2 separate regions of the Mus musculus genome follow, and region 1 is linked to region 2. Evidence: chromatin contacts called from public Hi-C data. All regions are on one chromosome and are shown on one strand. Each heading gives the region's core, a stretch centred on a gene start, on an enhancer-like site or on the middle of the called end of the contact. The rest is flanking DNA. Distances are from core to core; before and after follow the strand shown. Region 1 has its middle 45 kb from the start of Gm10845. Region 2 holds the start of Pcdh8 (protocadherin 8).

What was found. A called contact is a pair of places that touch in the nucleus more often than the background predicts.
Region 1: a contact with region 2 is called in a Hi-C map of cortical neurons, with 4 times the contacts expected there. The contact joins the enhancer-like site here to the promoter of Pcdh8 in region 2. A contact is called at or near these places in 1 of 39 promoter capture datasets (hippocampal neurons), 3 of 484 Hi-C or Micro-C datasets (cortical neurons and nephron progenitors) and 6 of 115 datasets of contacts at active chromatin or transcription factors (embryonic forebrain, embryonic hindbrain, embryonic midbrain and 3 more).

Annotation. Positions count from the first base shown.
Region 1 is chr14:79,822,192-79,826,477 of GRCm38.p6, forward strand. No RefSeq gene overlaps it. Among named protein-coding and RNA genes, the nearest start is that of Gm10845, 45 kb to the right of the region's middle. Within about 2 kb of position 2,615, at least 13 of the 459 cell types and tissues checked have an H3K27ac peak or open chromatin away from gene starts, as enhancers often do. A contact at or near this core is called in cortical neurons and hippocampal neurons, where this site is marked.
Region 2 is chr14:79,769,302-79,773,703 of GRCm38.p6, forward strand. It overlaps Pcdh8 (protocadherin 8), which reads right to left and starts at 2,011. Exons shown (of 3, transcript NM_021543.4): 1 at 1-2,011. The coding sequence starts at 1,820. It overlaps Gm9748 (predicted gene 9748), which reads left to right and starts at 607. Exons shown (of 2, transcript NR_154550.1): 1 at 607-900; 2 at 3,096-3,441.

The DNA.
Region 1 (4,286 bases), core at 1,365-3,864, 53 kb after region 2:
ATGTCTAAATTTTTGATGTGGCTAAGTCCTGTTTCTATGTAGCAAGCCCCGGATGTTCTTTGCCTGGCATCCAGGCAGCAGCAGGGCCCAGGAAGGAAAACCCTTTTCTGTGCTCCTGAAGGCTGGCATGAGGGTACCAAGCGCTACTGCTCACTGGGTTCATTCCTGTGGACAGCACCGCCCGCCAACACTCATCACAAGGTGAATGGTGGCTGTCACCCCTTCCCCCAACCTGCTCCTGTTCTCTCCAGCAGACTTGGTGTCTCCTTTGGTTTTCAGATGTTCAAAAGTCCTCAGCCCAGAATCATTAGGGAGCCCATTTAGCGGTTTGGAAGTGACATGGCAGAATTTCTCTTTCCGATCTGAAGTCAGCTCTGTACATCACATTGTGCATAAAGAACCCTCCTGGGACCAAGTGCAGACACCTCCTACAAGGGAGAGTTGGTTATTAAAACAAGAGGAAGGGAAGTCTGAAAAGCACCTTCCCCACGCGCATGTGGTTATTTTAATCCTCTTAATCACATGCCCCGTGAGGGCATGGCCCGTATAACTTCCATTCACTTGAATGTGACATTTGCTGACAGGTTTAACTGTGTTTCCCTCATCCTTCAGCAGGGGGGTGGGGGGTGTTAGCTTTGGTAAGTCTGGAGAGAAGCCCCTGCCACTGCTTGAGTACAGCCAGCCTTGGCTTGCCCTTGGCTGGTGCGCTTCTGGATTATGCCTGATAGCAGGACAGAGACCGTTTGTGAAGGATAAAGCAGCTCAGAGGTGGTGATGACGTCATGCAGAACTGCCGCAGATACAGAACACCGTACTAAGAGGTGGCAACAAACAAGGAGTTGGCTTTCTCCTCAGACGCCGTAGGCCATGGGAGGTGGTTTTCGGTTGGAACACATCTCAGTTTCGTCCTTTGTTGACGGCCTTGACATTATCTTAATTGTCTCTGTGGCACACAAGGGCTTCAGAAGTCCAGGATTTAACATCTGTGTTTCAAGAAAGAGGTAGAAGGAACAGGGTTGGGGTGGGGGCGTGGCTCAGTGTGTAGGATGATTGCCTCAGATGCACAAGGTCCCCAACACAACACAAGCTGGGAGTGGTGAAATATACTTGCTGCTCAGTGTCATAGTTAGTTTTTGTCAACTTGACACAAACCTAGGTGTACCAGGGAAGATGAACTTTCAACTGAGGAAGAACCTTCATCAGATTGGCCTTCTGGTTTGCTTGTGAGGGATTTTTTTCCCCCATTTTTAACTGATGGTTTGGGGAAGCCCACTGTGGGTAGTACATCCCTAAGAGGGTGAGCCTAGGATGTTTGAGAAAGGCGTATGACCGTGAGCCTTGGGGTGAGCTAAATAAGCAAGCCTCGTGCAGTGTTCTTCCAGGAATCTTTGTTTCAGGTTCTGACTCCAGGTTCCTGCCTTGGCTTCCCACTGATGACGGAAGCCAAATAAACCACTGCCTCAGCCAGCTAAGTTCTGGCTGCAGTGTTTAGCACAGCATCAGACAGCAAACTGAGATGCCCAGAACGTGGGAGGTGGAAGCAGGGTTAGATGCACAGGTTCATTCTTCGCTACATAGTGAATCTGGAGCCAGCCTAGGGCACGTGAGACCCCAGTTTTAATAGAAGAAAACAAACAGAGATGAGGAGAGGATTGGCTTTTTTTTTTTTTCTTCTGAAAACTTTGCTAGAGTTTCCATCTAGCCATCTCCATTTCTATTTTTGTTCACTGGTAGCAGCTTCTAGTGGAAAGGTGAACGGGTAGAGAGAGACTGGCTAGCCAACAGCTTTTCAGTCCTTCTGTGGGACACAATTAGCTTGGGCTAGGTGGTTGTATTTTTAATTGACTACCACTCCACAGAGATTATCTCAACACTTGGATGTCTGGACATGAGCTGGGGGGTTTAAGTCGGAAAGCCCACATCACTCTGTACTGGTGGAAGGGAGTGTCAATAAACCTTCAGACCTTGGGTTGGGCTGTGTGACTCAGTATATACATACGACTTTTACTTATGCCCCTTAGCTCCCTTAATTGTGACTTGGAGAACATTCCTTGGGTTATTATAGGAAGTCATTAGGACTGCAGATACAAAGTGTCTAGCATGTTAAACTTGTTAATAGGTGACAGCTGTTAAGGTAGTGAATGAAATTCAGATCATGGTCATGAAGAATTAACGTGCAGTAGGAAAATATTGTCACACACTTCCCTGTACTTTTTAAGACGTAGGCACAGGTGCCTTTCTGTTGGATGATTGACAATGGGAAGGACTAAGTTCGAATCAGCATAATTGGTGCCAAGAGGTGGAGACTGTGAGGAACGGGGCCGGGGGTGGGCTGAGGAGGGGTGCTCGTGGGGTTTTGACATGAAGTTGTGCATGAGGCTTATACACCCATCCTCTGAGTCACTTGGAAAGCCTTCAGGGAAGATGTCTGCTAGAGGTAACGAAGTGAGGGCCTTTCGGTGAGTACGAAGTGGCAGTTGTGTTGACTCTAGGTTGCTGCGAAGTTGCAGCTGGCATAGATTCTGGAGCATTCACACAAGTCTTAGCAGTCGGTAAGCTAGATTTAAAGGGAGAAGAGTCGTGAGCTCAGACTGACAATGCCAGCTGTGGGTGAGGGCGTCCTTCCAACCCCCCTGTTTGGTGTCCCAGGCGAGGCGGGGGTGGAGGGCTCTTTCCTTGTTAGTCCCTGGCTCTTCTGTGATGAAGTCATAATGACATGCGTGTGATTCTAGCATTTGAAGACAAAAATAATTTATTTTTAATTTTTTGAACAACACATCTCTAAACAAAAGCCAATTACTATATTTGGTGCTAAATTGGAAAAGAGAAGCCAGCAATCTGTTTCAAAGTTGGAAGAAAATCTGGCTGCTTTGAATTTATCGAGCAATGGTACAGTACTAAATTTTTGTGAGCAAATTAAGATATTTTCAGGGTCAATTGTGAATATACTTGGTTTTCGCGTCACGAGCCAACATTAGAATGTAACCCTTGAGTAAAATTTGACTTTTCTGTGTATTAATAAGTGATGAACACATTCATACATGGCTAGCATGACTCAGAGACCACAAATCTGGGCCTTAAAAAAACCCAACCTTCTATTCTTCTTGAATACATTACATCCTGACCACAGTTTCCCCTCTCCATTCCTCTCAGTCCCTCCCCCAATTCCTCTTTCCCTCAGTTCAACACCTCCTCTGTTTCCTTTCAAAACAAAAAACAAAACAAAACAAAACAACAACAACAACAACAAAACAGGTCTCCCAGGGATATCCACTGAACATGGTCTAACAAGATACAACAAGACTTGGCACAAACCCTCATATCACAGCCTGACATGGCAACCAAGTAGGATAAAAGGGTCCGGAACATGAGTCAAGAGTCAGAGAAAAATCCCCATTCTAACTGTTAGAAGTCTCACAAGAACACCAAGCTACATGACCATAAGGTATATGCAGAGGACCTAGCTGTTTGCAAATCTGGGCCTTAAGGTAAGATGATGTCTGTCCCTGCCATCAGTGAGAGATTTCTCATCTGACTCTGTTGCTCAGGGAAACAGGGACTTTGCTGAACTAATCTGGTCTTTTTTGTTCTGCTGGGATGGAGTTTAACTCAGGCTGGTGAATGGCAACGATCCTGTCACAATGGCTGGTTCTAAGTCAACATCTATCTACACATCTGCTGGGAGGTCCCCATTCTTGTGTCATGACCGCCCTGAACACTGTAGCTGCCCTCCTAGTTTGGTTCTTTATTCTTTCCTTGGCATTTACCAACGAATGCTATTTCCTGGTTCTTCCAGGGCTATAGGAAACCCACAAAGCTTCCCCTGGCCTTCCATCTTCAGACCCCATGTGCTGTGTCTCCTCTAGGGCTCCTGTCTCTAGCCCCCATGGGAACTGGGTCACTGCATATTGGCCATTTCTCAACATGAAGTGGAATCTTGGTGCTCTCTTGGGATATCTGGTGTGATTTGGGAAGGGCAGGGATAAGAACCCCTCCTAAGAGTTGTAGAAGCTTCTAAATATCAGATTTATCCCATGGTATCCTTTACCCAGGTAGGATACCATTATTTTGTCTCCCAGGAACAGGAAACACTTTCTGACTGACCACATTTTCTTCAGATCTTTTGTGTGTGGTCCAAGTCCTAGGCTTTTGCAACTCAAAACCTCTTTCTCTCAAACTATTGTCATTTCCTTCCTTGCCAGTTCTTCCTGGAGGAAATGAAAGCAGAATTCTTATGTTCCTGAGTGGCAGAAAATATGGCAATTTTAGACACGCTGGTGAACATG
Region 2 (4,402 bases), core at 761-3,260:
GGAGAATGATCATTCTGGTCCAGCACCCGCACTTGCACCAGAGCATTGCTGGAAAGCTGAGGGGAACCGCCGTCGCTGGCCTGGACACGCACGTCAAGCTGGCGCAGAGTCTCATAGTCAAAACTACGGAGAGCGTAGATGGCTCCGGTAGCCGGGTCTACTGAGACGTAAGTGGACACGGCTTCCCCAGAGCGGCCCACTTCGGCCTCTACCAGGCGGTAGGTGACTTGACCGTTGCGACCCACGTCAGGGTCGCGGGCTGCCACTGTGGCCAGGTAGGCGCCTGGAGGGTTGTTTTCGCGGACCGACACCTCATAGACTGGCTTGGTGAAGATCGGTGCGTTGTCGTTCTCGTCCCCCACTCGCACGGTGTAGGGCCTGACGGTGCGAAGAGGGGGTGTGCCACGGTCTTCGGCCACCAGCGTCAGGTTGTACTCCGCGATGCGCTCCCGGTCCAGAGATGCAGCGGTCACCACCAGGTAGCTGCCAGCATAGGCCGGCTGCAGCCTAAAGTGCTCGTGCCCGTAGAGGGCGCAGCGCACCTGCCCGTTGGCGCCCGAGTCCCTGTCCGAGGTGCTGACCAGCGCCACTAGACTCTCGCGCGCCGCCCCCTCTGGCACCAGCGAGGTGATACCGGCTTCCTGTGTCCCGGACCCAGTCGACGAGGCCGCGTCCGCTCCTCCGAGTGCGGCGGCAGCGGCGGCGGCGGCGAAGGGCGAGGTGGCTGGAGCCCCCGGGGCGGCCAGAGGAGTGATAGAAATTTCAGGAGCGTTGTCGTTGACGTCTCGGATGCGCACGATAACCTTGCAGGTGGCTGTCCGGGGCCCTGGACCTCGGTCTTGAGCCCGCACGTCCAGCTCGTAGGTGTCCTGGCGCTCGTAGTCCACCTGCCCAGCCAAGGTGAGGCGGCCAGAGCGCGGGTCGAGCCGGAAGAGGTGGCGGGCTTCGGGAGGGGTGCGGGCGCCGAAGGTGAACACAACGTCGCCGTTGGGACCTTCGTCGGGATCGGCAGCGTCCAGGTCGAGCAGCAGCGATCCCACAGGTGCGTCCTCGGCCAATTCCACCTCTGCCACGGCACCCTGTGGGAAGGCCGGGCTGTGGTCATTGGCATCTAGCACACGCACGCTGAGGGCTGCTGTGGCGGAACGCGGCGGTCGCCCGCCATCCTGAGCCACCAGCTCCAGGCTGTAGGAGGCCTGGCTCTCGCGGTCCAACTCCTGTAGCAGCACCAGGTCCGCACACTGGGCACCGTCCGCGCGCGTCTGCAGCTCCACGCGGAAGGGGCTGTGAGGCTCGGCTAGGCGTACACTCTGCAGCCCGTTGGCACCCACGTCCTCGTCCACGGGCACCTCCAGGGGGATGCGTGTGCCTACCGGAGCGCTCTCTGAGACCTCCACCGGGATCTGGGCTCGGGGAAAGCGGGGCGCGTGGTCGTTTACATCCCTCACCTCCACCTCCACGTGCACCAGGCGGAACTGTTCCTGCGAGAAGCTGACAACATCGAAGGCCAGCACGCACTGTGGGGACGGGCCACACAGACGCTCACGGTCCAGGCCCGCATCCCCGACGGTCAGCTGCCCGTCGCCCTCGCGTACCCGGAGCAGAGAGCTGTTGAATTGCTTCATCAGGCGGAAGCTTGTGTCTCCAGACACTTTCATGTGCAGGTCTTCTGCAAGGGTTCCGATGACTGTGCCAGGGGCATCCTCTTCGAACGTGCTGTATCGGACTGTCTTGCTCTGGGCCACTGAGAGCACCCAGCAGAGACTAAATAGCTGCAAGGGGAAAAGGCAAGGGCTGCCCCAGCGCTTCGCAGGACTCATATCGCCAATCCCCAACTGCTATTCCGAAAGGCTAACCTAAAGAGTCTTCCCCGGCGTGCAGATCGGAGCGTGAGTCCCAGGCTCTGCGAGCCCCGTGCGGGAAAAGCTGCAGCTCCGGCTCGGGCTGGCTCGGAGGACGCGCAGACCCACCCTCACTCGGCGCCTCCGCCTCCTTTCCCTGGGCTGGAGCTGCGCTGGCGAGCGCCGCCTCCGTCTTTATAGCTGCCGATATGCAAATCACTGGAAGGGGCCAGCCAATGGTCGCTTAGCCACAGCGCCGCTCCTCCGCCAACCACCGACAATCCCTTTAATGTGGAAAGGCTTAGAGGAGAAAACAGGGAAGGAAAATGAGGGAATCTTTCCTTTGTTTTAAAAACTCCTGCTCCCATTTTCTGTTAGCACCTTGCTTGCAATGAGTTAGCACTGGGCTCTGAAGTAAACGAAGCTGATGATTTTTGGAAATTGGGTGCCAGGCACCCGGTCTCTTCTGCCCGCCGCTGCGGGTACTAAGCCCGAACAAGCTGGGTTTCTCTTCAGAAGCTCCGGGTCTCACATCCTACCCCCCATCCGCCCCTTTATTTTGCATTTTAAAGGCTTCAAAACTTGCTCTGGGGAGCGAGGCTCTCTGTTCGCCTCCTCCCTCAGCTTCCCACCGGTGTGGGGAATAACCTGTCGATGAAGAAGAGTGAAGGGTAGAGCAAAACTGATTTTATTCACATTTGTGTACGCAATTGTGTTTTGCTCGTGTGAGCACCGGTGCCACTTGCCTTTCAGAAAAGAGCCCTGCGATACACGTTAGTATGCATGTCACTGTTCAAATGGCTTCCTTAAGCCCTAGGTGCTAGCAGGCAAGGAAAAATAAAGTTCCAAATAGGATTTAGCATAAGCTTGAGGAGATTTGGAAAGGTTTCAAAGATCAGACTGTATCAAAGGCTTATGAAGCCCTCGTTAGTAGTGGAAATAGAATGGCGTGGCAGGCGATCCCATTGGAGGCCCCGATGTCTGTATTATTTCACTATGACAAGCTAGAGGGGGAGAGAAAGTTGAACAGTTTCCACAGTAGAGTTGGGCTAACTTGAATATAATGAGCAAACGCCACATGTCTCCATTATGCCTCTCTATTCACCCTCAATCCGTGCCATAACTCTCAGGCTAAACGGTGATGGGCGCTGAATCCCACACAATACCGGGTTCCTACTAAAGTGCATTTAGAGATCGTTTTCCTCCTGATGCCTTGTTCCGCCTATTTAGAGGATTTGCTTTCTGTTCTAATAGGGCCTCTCTGGAAGCAACACTCGCCCTGTTCCAGAAGAACAAAATCACAGCGTGACGTTGAAACCTGGCAGGAACCTGGGGTAACTTAGCCATCTGCCTATGAAACCGTAGAACTTCAGCATTACCACTTTCCCTGGCTGGGGTCCTCGAGATGCCTCCGTAGGTATCCAGGTATCTCCACTCCCGGAGCTGAAGGACAGGTTGTGCCAACCTGGAACAAGACTGATTCTTATTGATTCTTACCGAAGGACTCTATTGAACAGGCGATGTAAATACACAGGAAGAAGGGAGAGTTACAAACACAAGTCACACACTTGGAGAAATAAAGACAATGAGTTTGCTAAGCATGTTGCATTGGGCCTCTATTCTTCGGAATCTGGACCATGTTCCTTCTGTAAGGGCCTTTTGCAGGTCTCTTCCCTTCAGACTCATTTGGACCGCTTTCAGAAGAGGAGCAGGGGTTTGCCCCGAGTAGGGAGAATACCTGAGAGGTAGGACTGGGTGGACAGTGCACTGGAGGGGATAGGGGATGTTTGGGATTGCAGGAAATGCATTCTGAGCCATTAAATAAAAATCTTTATGGGGTTGAGGAGGGGCAGTGGGTAGTTTGGGGGCTCCCTTCATCTTTTCCACCTTCCAGTGCTGGTATTTGCAGGCAGTGAGGCCAGATGTCTGAAGCCACTGAGACATTAGAAAGGCAACACTCCTACAGAACCTTAATTTCTATTCTCCCTGTCTCTCTGTCTTTCTCTCTCTCCGTCTCTCTCTCTGTCTCTGTCTCTCTCTGTCTCTCTCTCTCTCTCTCTCTCTCTCTGTCTAGTGCCATTTTAGGTTTTGGCTCTCACCCTGGGTGGAGAGATAAATATTGTATGAATGCTCAGTCTTTTTTCGAACCCCAGACCACCCTGACCTGGACCCACACTTGACTCTTGGCTTTTCCAGGCTCACTCCCTCTTCCTTTATGGCCTCTCTCAGACCCACACCCAAACAGGTTCGGAACCTTAGTGATGGACAGCAGCCAACCTGGGAACCTTCGTTGTCTCTGGCACTGTGCTATCAAGGCAGAGAATGTGTTGGCCTGGACCTGGAGGGAACATGAGGTGGGATTTGACCACGGTTCTGTAATACACACTCTCTCACAGCTCAGTGTCTGGGAGCTGAACTCCAACCTGAGATTCCAGGTTTCACCGAGGGAGCTCAGCAGGATGCTAAGTGCACTTCCTGTCACCTTCTCTCTCTTCCCTCCCACACCCCCCAAAGGCAAGTGCTTGGAAAAAGCAAAAGGGCAAGAAAGGGCAAACAAGAAG